2 separate regions of the Muntiacus reevesi genome follow, and region 1 is linked to region 2. The links are chromatin contacts, called in public Hi-C maps. All regions are on one chromosome and are shown on one strand. The core of a region is the stretch at or near the end of the contact, and the rest is flanking DNA. Distances in the headings are between cores, read along the strand shown.

Region 1 (5,630 bases), core at 2,600-5,099, 230 kb before region 2:
CTAGATGGTGATGACGGTGCTGGTGGTGGTGACAACAAGAACAGACATTTATTTAGCCTTTCCACGCATCAAATACCATACTTGGTGATTTTGTATATATTAACTTATTTAATCTTCCCGACAATTCTGTGAGGTACATATTATGATTATCTCCATTTTGGAAATGAAGAAACAGCGCAGGGAGGGAATGTGGAGGAACAAACAATCATGCTCTTTGATGCCTCCATACCCACTTCATTTATTGTTCCAATTGCCACTTCCATCTGCTAAATTTGTATCCAGTCTTCCAAATCCAATGCGAAACCAAACTCTTTTGCAAAACTTTCCTAAATCCCCCAGAAGAAGTAACTCATAATTATTCATTTCTCTGTTTGTTTTTTCCTTGAATATGTGTTCTCCAGGGCAGGAATGTGCTTCATTGGTTTTAAATTCTAGCCTTTTCTACTACTGTATTACACGGGGAACTATATCTAATCTCCTGGGATAAACCATAATGGAAAATAATATTTTAAAAAGAATTTATCTATGTAAATTGACTCACTTTGCCATACACCAGAGATTGGCACACCATTGTAAATCAACTATATTTCAACAAATATGGTAAAACAAATTCTAGATTTTTAGACCTGCTGTCATTGAGCACAGGCTGCAGTCTGTTTAGGCGATGCAGGCATTAGGTAATTGTGGAGAAAATGTCCCTGGAAGGTTCCCATCTAGCCTTTCATTGGATAGGTTTCACTTGACTTGGGAATTAAGTCCTTCATCCATCTATGTGCTAAGTCCTTCCAGTCCTGTCCAGCTCTATGGGACCCCATGGACTGTAGCCCGCCAGGCTTCTCTGGATATGGAATTCTCCAGGCAAGAATACTGGAGCAGGTTGCCAAGCCCTCCTTCAGGGAATCGTCCAGACTCAGATATCCAACCCGCGTCTCTTGCATCTCCAGCATTGGGAGGCGTGTTCTTTACCACAAACGTCACGTGGGAAGCTCATTCATCTATCAGTTCAGTAAAGCAGAAATAGATGTTTTTCTGGAACTCTCTTGCTTTTTCGATGATCCAGCAGATGTTGGTAATTTGACCACTGCCTTTTCTAAAACCAGCTTGAATATCTGGAAGTTCAAGGTTCACGTATTGCTGAAGCCTGGCTTGAAGAATTTTGAGCATCACTTTAATAGCGTGTGAGATGAGGGCAATTGTGCGGTAGTTTGAGCATTCTTTGGCATTGCCTTTCTTTGGGTCTGGAATGAAAACTGCCCTTTTCCAGTCCTGTGGCCACTGCTGAGTTTTCCAAATTTGCTGACATATTGAGTGCAGCACTTTCACAGCATCATCTTTCAGGATTTGAAATAGCTCAACTGGAATTCCATCACGTCCACTAGCTTTGTTCGTAGTGATGCTTCCTAAGGCCCACTTGACTTCACATTCCAGGATGTCTGGTTCTAGGTGAGTGTGAGTGATCACACCATTGTGATTATCTGGGTCGTGAAGATCTTTTTTGTACAATTCTGTGTATTCTTGGCACCTCTTCTTAATATCTTCTGCTTCTGTTAGGCCCATACTATTTCTGTCCTTTATTGAGCCCATCTTTGCATGAAATGTTCCTTTGGTATCTCTAATTTTCTTGAAGAGATCTCTAGTCTTTCCCATTCTATTGTTTTCCTCTATTCTTTGCACTGATCACTGAGGAAGGCTTTCGTATCTCTCCTTGCTATTCTTTGGAACTCTGCATTCAAATGGGTCCTTCAAATGGGTCCCATGGCACAGGAGCGGCCGCTGCAATGGCGTGCAGGAGCGGCCGAGAGGAGCTACCCCACGTCCAAGGTCGGGGTGGCAGCCGAGAGGAGCTACCCCACGTAAGGTAAGGAGTAGCAGTTGCGCTTTGCTGGAGTAGCCATGAAGAGATACCCCACGTCCAAGGTAAGAGAAACCCAAGTAAGATGGTAGGTGCTGATAGAGGGCATCAGAGGGCAGACAGACTGAAACCACAATCACAGACAACTAGCCAATCTGATCAAACGGACCACAGTCTTGTCTAACTCAGTGAAACTAAGCCATGCCGTGTGGGGCCACCCAAGACAGACGGATCATGGTGGAGAGGTCTGACAGAATGTGGCCCACTGGAGAAGGGAATGGCAAACTACTTCAGTATTCTTGCCTTGAGAACCCCATGAACAGTATGAAAAGGCAAAAAGATAGGACACTGAAAGATGAACTCCCCAGGTCGGTAGGTGCCCAATATGCTACTGGAGATCAGTGGAGAAATAACTCCAGAAAGAATGAAGGGATGGGGTCAAAGCAAAAACAAGACCCAGTTGTGGATGGGACTGGTGATAGAAGTAAGGTTCGATGCTGTAAAGAGCAATATTGCATAGGAACCTGGAATCTTAGGTTCATGAATCAAGGCAAATTGGAAGTGGTCAAACAGGAGATGGCAAGAGTGAACGTTGACATTCTAGGAATCAGCGAACTAAGATAAACTGGAATGGGTGAATTTAACTCAGATGACCATTATATCTACTACTGTGGGCAGGAATCCCTTAGAAGAAATGGAGTAGCCATCATAGTCAACAAAAGAGTCCAAAATGCAGTACTTGGATGCAGTCTCAAAAACGACAAAATGATCTCTGTTCGTTTTCAAGGCAAACCATTCAATATCATGGTAATCCAAGTCTATGCCCTGACCAGTAACGCTGAAGAAGCTGAAGTTGAATGATTCTATGAAGACCTACAAGACTTTCTAGAACTAACAACCCAAAAAGCTGTCCTTTTCATTATAGGGGACTGGAATGCAACATTAGGAAGTCAAGAAACACCTGGAGTAACAGGCAAATTTGGGCTTGGAGTACAGAATGAAGCAGGGCAAAGGCTACTAGAGTTCTGCCAAGAGAATGCACTGGTCATAGCAAATACCCTCTTTCAACAACACAAGAGAAGACCCTACACATGGACATCACCAGATGGTTGACACCAAAATCAGATTGATTATATTCTTTGCAGCCAAAGTTGGAGAAACTCTATACAGTCAGCAAAAAACAAGACCGGGAGCTGACTGTGGCTCAGATCATGAACTCCTTGTTGCCAAATTCACACTTAAACTGAAGAAAGTGGAGGAAGCCACTAGACCATTCAGGGTATGACCTAAATCAAATCCCTTATGACTTACAGTGGAAGTGAGAAATAGATTTAAGGGACTAGATCTGATAGACAGAGTGCCTGATGCACTATGGACGGAGGTTCGTGACATCATACAGGAGACAGGAATCAAGCTGCTGCTGCTGCTAAGTCACTTCAGTCGTGTCCAACTCAATGTGACCCCATAGATGGCAGCCCACCAGGCTCCCCTGTTCCTGGGATTCTCCAGGCAAGAACAATGGAGCGAGTTGCCATTTCCTTCTCCAATGCAGACCGTCCCCCCAAAAAATAAATGCAAAAAAGCAAAATGGCTGTCTGAGGAGGTCTTACAAATAGCTGTGAAAAGAAGAGAGCGGAAAACAAAGGACGAAAGGAAAGATATACCCATTCATCTATACTTTCTTAATATTTAAAATGGTACTGCTTTCTAATGTTTTTGGTAGGCAAAATAAAAAGTTTCAACTTTAGGACGGTTCCCAAAAGTACTCTGAGAATTCTACTCGTCTACAAAATGAAGCATTTCCAGAAAACATGGTCTTCACTTTCGCCACCTGAGAAAATTAGTTCTGTAGGCAGTACCAACGAGGCTGAACTACATTTCCCACAATGCCTCAGATCCGGAAGGAAGTGAGACTCGACCCTTCCCGTGATTCCTTATAGACCGGAAGCCAGGACCTTAGTTCTTTTTCCCATCTTGCAAGGTAAGAATGGCGGTATCTCTTTGCAGGACTAGATTTCAAGATCCCAATCCTTCGCCATCTTAGCTGAGAGGGTATCAAGTCGACATCTGCAGGGGTCAGGCACGCTCGGGGCGTACTGAGAGGCCTCCCGGACGCTTCATTTCTCTCTCTTGGGTTTACGGTAGGGCACGAAGAGAGTGAGGTGGAAGGTTGTAGAGGCTCGGATTGCTCGCCACCCTCCTGGACTGGGGAAATAGGGCCCTTCCAGGGATTCGTAGCCGACTAGTGGGGCCGTAGGGACTAGGGCGGCGGCGCGCGCTCCTGAATCCGGAATCTGGGTTCTAGAATACGCGACCTAGTTTGTCTCTGCCACGTTGTGGATTTAAGGCTAAGACCAAATGCTGCTTTCTCCTCTTGCCCAGTCCGCGGGCCGGAAGTCGGCTCCGGGGCTTTGCGGTTTTTTTTCTCTCTGGGCTTAGTTTGGACTTAGTGTGTTTGTCTTCGCCTCCTAAACCAAATTTCTTGAGTGAGGCAGTCTGGGGAGAACAAAAGTCCTGAAAGCGAGCAACTTCAAGTTGCAGTCTCGCTGCTTCCTGGCTTTGCAAATTGTTTTGGCCTGTGCCTAGAATTTTTAATTTGCAAGATAGAAATAATGGAATAAGGACCTGTGACATCAAAATATGCGGCGAACACTTAACGGGCGTGACGTGCCTTCGGCTCGTCGAACAGCTTATAGTGTATTGGGGGAGACAACCTAAAAATTAAACCATTATGGATGTTGTTGCAAAGGTGGGGGGATTTGGAAGAAGGCCTATATCTTATAGTGGGAAGAATGAAAAGGACGTTATAGCTACTTGGAGGATGAGAACTTGTAGTTTGGGAGGCTGTCAGTGTATAGCTATAGGATAACTGGTGAAATGCCTTTTTTTTTTTTTTTTTTAAATACACGTGTTGGTAGATGGCGGGTGAAAAGGCTGAGAAGCCAGATACTAAGGAGAAAAAATCTGAAGCCAAGAAGGCTGATGCTGTCAAAAAGGCTAAAAAGGTGAAAGTGGTGAAGAAAGTTAAGAAGGGGAAGCCCCACTGCAGCCGAAACCCTGTCCTGGTCAGAGGAATTGGCAGATATTCCCGATCAGCCATGTACTCCAGAAAGGCCCTGTACAAGAGAAAGTATTCAGCAGCTAAATCCAAGGTAAGGGATGCGAGGAACTCAGTGGGCATTCTCTTAAGCTTAAAATGTTTGTCTGCCTCTGACTTAGGGAAGTGTTTGTCTCCTCACAGGTCGAAAAGAAAAAGAAGGTTCGGGTTCTTGCTACTGTCACAAAACCAGTTGGTGGTGACAAGAATGGTGGTACCCGAGTGGTCAAACTTCGCAAAATGGTAAGATTTGGAGGAGATCTTAAGTTGCGTGCTGAGTTGTATCCTGTGAGGATTTTTGTGTGTGCTCAAGGTTCTGGAAGTTTGTGTTTACCAGAGAATTACTAATGGAGGATACTGAGTTTTCGGTTTATGATTTGGCTTCATTACTTACTGTTCTTCTGTAGAGTTACTTTTCTGTGCTTTTGTTTCTTATAAAACTGGAATAAAGTTTCGCCTCTTGGGGTTGTGAAATTTACCCTGCAGAGTCTAAAAATGCGGCCAGACCTATAGAACATTTGTCCACTAAAGCTAAAGCTGTGTTTCTTGGCCCCTCCTTATACCATGTACAAGATCCAACATTTTCTTTGTGAAAAAGAAAGGTTTGCTCTAACTTCCATTATGGAACTGTTGCCAGATGTATTACACGGCTGCACAGTTGAATATTACTGCACAAGAGCA
Region 2 (5,598 bases), core at 2,766-5,265:
GGGATTGAACTCACATCTCCTGGAAATTGGGAATGCACAATCTTCATCACTGGACCACCAGGCAATGTCCTCTGTTTTATTTTTTAAAGAACAGTTAGAATGAGACCTATCCCTTCTAATTTGAAAGAGGCCTGGGCAATTTAGCATTCATATGCCACCTGGTGGACAGAATTGGAAGTGCTAGAGTGAACAAAGGCTGCCCCGCTGGGACCGAAAGCTGAAAGGGGCCCTGAGATCCATTCTCTCTTTCTGTGTTGGGAAAAATGAGGCCCAGGAGTGTATCTTGAATTATTGGCCAAAACAAGACCATAACTAGGGTAACCATAACCCTAGTTACCCCCAAAACAAGACCATAACCCTAGTTACCCCCTAGTTACTTTACTCTTGGTTCTGTGTTTTTCTGCCTTGATCTCTGTCTACCTTTAATTCTGTGCCTACTTGGTGCTTTTGTCCTTCTTTATACTAAGCATTGCAGGAAGTTCCCAGATGTTACTCGTGTGCCACAACTACGGAGCCAGTGAGCCGCAGTTACTTAAGCCCATGCACCTAGAGCTTGTGCTCCACAAGAGAAGTCACTGCGATGAGAAGCCCTCGCATTGCAGCTTGAGAGTGGCTCCCACTTCCCACAACCAGAGGATGACCTAGCACAGCGACGAAGACCCAGTGCAGCCAAAAAAAAAAAAAAAAAAAATACATTTTTAAAAGGTCAAGAAATCCATGGAAAATATGAACTGTGTCACTGTTCTGTTTATTCTGTGGAGGATAAGGATTAGGCATTGAATCAAGGTGGAAAAGAAAAGCAAAAGGAAATTAGAAGTTATCCAGTGGAGATACCCATAACCACTATATCCAAGTGATGCAGAGCCCTGCCCTGTGTCCCCCGCTACCAACACGATGCACTGGCATGCCTCATGGCTCTTGAGCAAGAGGGTTTCCTACCAGATCAAATCTGCCACCAAATAGGACAAGAATGAAGGGCTTAGCCCCCTCTTCTAAGTCAATATAATGGAAACCACCATTGAATGAACATCTGTTGTATACCAAGTATTTTCCCATAACATCAGCTCTAAGGTACAGAGAGAAGGATAGGCTCTTGGCTCCTTTGGGGGACATCTCGTCTGTTACCTGAAATGATTCAGGCCAAAGGGTGTGAAAGTTGCCGCTCAGGGAGCAGGTAAGGACAGGCCTAGAGCCAGGTGACTGCTTCAGTCTTAGGCTTTTGAGGACAAGGAGTGAGAAAAAGAAAAGAAAAAGGCTAATTCATCCTGCTTGTATGTCAAACAGGCTTTCAGGATGGAGGGAGACATAGTCTACCCAGCATGGTAACTTAAGGATCTACAGGCCTCTCTTAGGTGGGTCCATAAGACTCCAGCCCTGCCAAGTTCAGGTAGCAGGGTGCTGAGCATCAGCATTGCTCTTGGGCCAGGTCAACAAAGGAATCTAAGAACATAGCTGAGGAACCACAGTCCTGGTCAGGAGCCGCCTATGTGCCCCTTTGAAGGTGCCGCACTTTTCCATTCTGGGAAGTTCTTGAAACTCGGGTAACACCAGCTCTCCCATTTGTGTTATAGATGAACCCCAGGTCTCCTCCCTTCTCTCCCCTTTCCAAGTCCAAGTCCAGCCCAGTCCTATGTGGCCGTAGCACCTAAGAGCAAGCCTGGGATCAGCTTACTGGAGGCTCCTGACCTTCATTCCTGTTGGTTAGCATGATTTTGGAAGCGTGGCATTCTCCCTGGGATAGGGTTTAGCAAATAAATATGCAGAACCCCTGTGCACCTGAAGCTAATCCAATGTTGTAAATCAAGTACATCTCAATTTAAAAATCCAGGTCACCTGGTTAAATGTAAATTTCAGATAAACAGTGAGTATCATTTTAGTGTAAGTATGCCCCAAATATTGTACCATATTTGACCTGACAACTCTACCCTGGAGGTTTCTGTTTATTCATTTATCCTGAGAGTATTCCAGAATAGGGATTGGCAAATGTTTTCTGTAAAGGTTCAGATAGTAAATATTTTAACCTTCTGGGCCACAAGGTCTCTGTTGCAACTACTCAATTCTGCTGTTGTAGCACAAAAGCAACCACAGACAAATGAATAGTTGTGTTCAATAAAATTTTACTTATGGACACTGACCTTTGAACTTTATATAACTTTCACATTGTGAAATATTATTCTTCTTTTGATTATTTTTTCCCAACCATTTAAAAATGTGAAAATCATTCTTGGCTCACAAACTGTACAAAAACAGTAGTAAGGTAAATTTGGCCTAAGGGTCATAATTTGCCCACTTCTGACCTAAAACAGGATGAAACTTTTGTCTGAATCCAAATCACAAGAGGATTTGTAAAGACACAAATTGCCGACCCTACTCCCAGAGCATTTGATCCAGTATGTCTGGGGCAGTGCCTAATAAGGTTTGTAAGTTCCCAGGTGATGCTCAAACCCGTGTCCTCTGGAGTGGAACGGCCAGGGAGGTCCCCATCTAGCATATTTTAAAATCTCCTCAGCTTTAGGAACTATTTTCTATGAGGATCACAGATCATATCTTCATTTGAGGGACTCCCTCTCCCCAACCATTCCCATTCTCAATAAGAATTTTTCTGTGTAATTGCTTCTGGAATTTTCTCTTTCAGCTAGAACTCAGGACAGAATTGGGATGGGAGTTTCTAGTGCATTTGGTTTTTAAGAAGTAGTCATCCCCCCCACCAAGTGCATTTAGGGGCTTTCCCGGTGGTCCAGAGGTTAAGACTATGCTTTTACTGCAGGGGGTTCGATCCCTCGTTGGAAAAATAAAATCCCATGTACTGCAGGGTGCGGCCAAAAATTTTAAAAAACAAACAATAAAAGCATTCTAAAATCTTTTATTTTGGAATAATTTTAGACTTCAGAGAGGGTGAAAAGAGGATTAAGTTTTCATATACCCCTCAACCAGTTAACATCTTACATTATCATGGTGCATTCATCAAAATGAGAAACCAACATTAGCACAATACTATTAGCTGAACTCTAGACTTTATTTGTGGAGAAGGAAATGGCAACTCACTCCAGTGTTCTTGCCTGGAGAATCCCAGGGACGGGGGAGCCTGGCGTGCTGCCGTCAATGGGGTTGCACAGAGTTGGACACGACTGACGTGACTTAGCAGCAGCAAGACTTTATTTGAATTTCAGCTTTTTCCCCTGATGCCCTTTGTCTGTTCCAGGATCCCAAGGAAGATATCACATTATGTTTGGTCCTCGTGTCTCCTTAGGCATTGCTGGTCTGTAACAGCTTCTCAATGTTGCCTTATTTTTCATGACCTTGACAGTCCTGAAGCCAACCGTTCAGGCATTTTGTAGAATGTCACTCAGTGCGATTTGTTTGATGTTTTCTTTGTAACTAGTCTGAGTTTATGGGTCTTCCAGAAAAAACTACTACAGAAGGGAAGTTCCTTTTTCATCACCTCAAACTAGTAATGTTAACTTTGATCTCTAGGGTGCTTCTTAACAGGCTGAGCACCGAGGAAGGGGTGAAGGGACCTCGAGCTTTTCTGGCACGTTTCTCCTTGTCGCTCAGCACCCCTCTTCCCCTACTGTCCCCGGGGTCACCCTCCCACAAGAGTTCCCGGTTCCTCAGCAGTGAATCAAAGACAAGTCTAACTGGTCCTTCAGCACAGAGGAGAAACATGATGAGCAGGAGCAGCCGAGCCCAATCTTTAACCAAGTTTCTTCACTCCCCGCCTCCCCTCGCTTTCCTCGCTCTCCACTAAGCGACTCGGAAGCGATGTTAATAGTAACGGCCGCTTCTAACAGCTAGGCCGACTCCACCAGCAGAAGGGAGGAAAATGAGACACTGAAGTGACACACCTGGGGGGGAGGGGGCGGGGAGGTGCGTCGGGGATGCGGTTTGGGTGTCTGTGTTTTCCGCGCCGGCGCGTTCTGTCGCAACTCCGCGACCATCGCGATAGAAGAGCGAGATCGGCGCTGGCCCTTTAACAGCCCCTTCCCGGGGGCCTGCCCCGCGCGTGCGCACTGCGGTTCTGCGCTTGTCATCATGGCGACGCGGGGCCATGTGCAGGACCCTAACGATAGGCGCCTCCGACCCATTTACGGTGAGTGCCTGGGGCCAGTCTGGTCGCCAGCCGAATGCGCCGAGGGCTTCCGAAGCCGGGACGAAGGCCCGGGAGGGGCGCTGAGGGGCCAGGAGCCGAGCCGGCGGGCACAGGGGGCGGGCCGCGCGGGCCTCTAGGCCGCAGCCACGGGCCTCGCGTAAGCGCCGGCCTGGCTTTCCCGAGCTCTGAGTTGGTAGCGGCGCGTCCACGGTGGCCGCAGGTCGGCAGAGCCGGCCTGACAGGCAGGCCCTGTGAGACACTACTCTCGCCGGGACCTGCGCTACCCGCAGGCTGCGTTGTCTGTCCGCAGGTGGAAGCTGGCTCCGGCATGAGGGTGGGACACCCCTGCGTGAGGAAAAATTCCTCACTGAAGACTTTTTACTTGTGGGAGCGGGGCCTAAAGTGTTGTCTGACTAACTGCTTGGCGCTCAGGGAGAAACAGAGGTCCTGGGAGGGGAAGGGGCTGACGCAAGGTCAACCCGTATCGAGTGAGGAGCAGGCCCGGATTTGAGGCTCCCAATACAGAGCCCTTTGGTGGAGGAACAGCTGCTCTGGGCACACGTGGGAAGCGGGGGCGGCGGGGCGGGGGGGTCTTGGGCCCAAAATAGCGGTGAAGCGACCGCAATAGCTGGTGTCGGGGGGCATTCAGGGAGCGCTCTTCCTTCTTGTAGCTTCTCTGGTTTTTCCTTTGCAGTCTGCCTTCCGCGTGCTAAGTGGATCCCCTTTCAGAACGCTTACCTCAACGCTCAGGCTTTAAGACCTTGATGGCATTCTGCTCTTCCAGTTGCGAAAAATCACGTATTTGAGTAAGGGAGAAAAACCTCTTCAGTAATCGAGACGTTCTGTAATTGGAAAGTGGTCCCGTTTGTGTTTCCTTTCCCCTTAGATGCTTGTGTGGTCTTGGTCTAGTTCATAGTGAGGAAGGCTTCAAGGTCAGTGGTTTTTGCAAAAGGAGGCCTCGTGTTTATAGGGTAGATGTTACTTAAATGGAGGCTTCTCCTCAAGGCCGAGGTGATTTAACTTTTTTGGATGGGGGTAACTTTATGTTTCTGGTACAACTGGTAGTGCTTTTTGTACTTTGTATGATGTTTTGCTCTCAAGTCTTGTTTGATTCTAGCAATAGCCTTGTTGATGACAATAATAATAATTATTATTATTAACAGCAATAGTAATAATGTGGATAGTCTGCTAATTATGTCAGTCACTCTCCTTCGCCTTTTATATTTATTATTATTTGATCTTCACATTTTCTTCTGGCGTGGGTGGGTTTTCCCAATCCCCTTCTCCCTTCCCCTCCCGCTCTTCTTTCCACAGATGAGGAAACTGGGGCTTTATTGATGTGTAATTTGTCTAAGGTCACTCACCTAACATGAAACTGGAACCTTAACCTCTGTGGACTGTCCCAGACTTACTCCTTTAACCACTGTGTTAGAAATCACCTTAGTTTGAGCTGAAGACACTGACTTGCCAAAGGTCACATAGGTGGAGAGTGGTAGATTTCCATTTTC

What was found. Hi-C and Micro-C count contacts between places; a contact is called where the count stands out from the background.
Region 1: a Hi-C map of blood shows a contact between it and region 2, with 4 times the contacts expected there. The contact joins the promoter of RPL6 here to the promoter of NAA25 in region 2. A contact is called at or near these places in 2 of 3 Hi-C or Micro-C datasets (blood and muscle).

Annotation. Positions count from the first base shown.
Region 1 is chr13:11,687,374-11,693,003 of mMunRee1.1, reverse strand. It overlaps RPL6 (ribosomal protein L6), which reads left to right and starts at 3,849. Exons shown (of 7, transcript XM_065904614.1): 1 at 3,849-3,993; 2 at 4,771-5,004; 3 at 5,094-5,192. The coding sequence starts at 4,771.
Region 2 is chr13:11,458,599-11,464,196 of mMunRee1.1, reverse strand. NAA25 (N-alpha-acetyltransferase 25, NatB auxiliary subunit) reads left to right here and starts at 4,015. Exons shown (of 24, transcript XM_065904200.1): 1 at 4,015-4,090. The coding sequence starts at 4,033.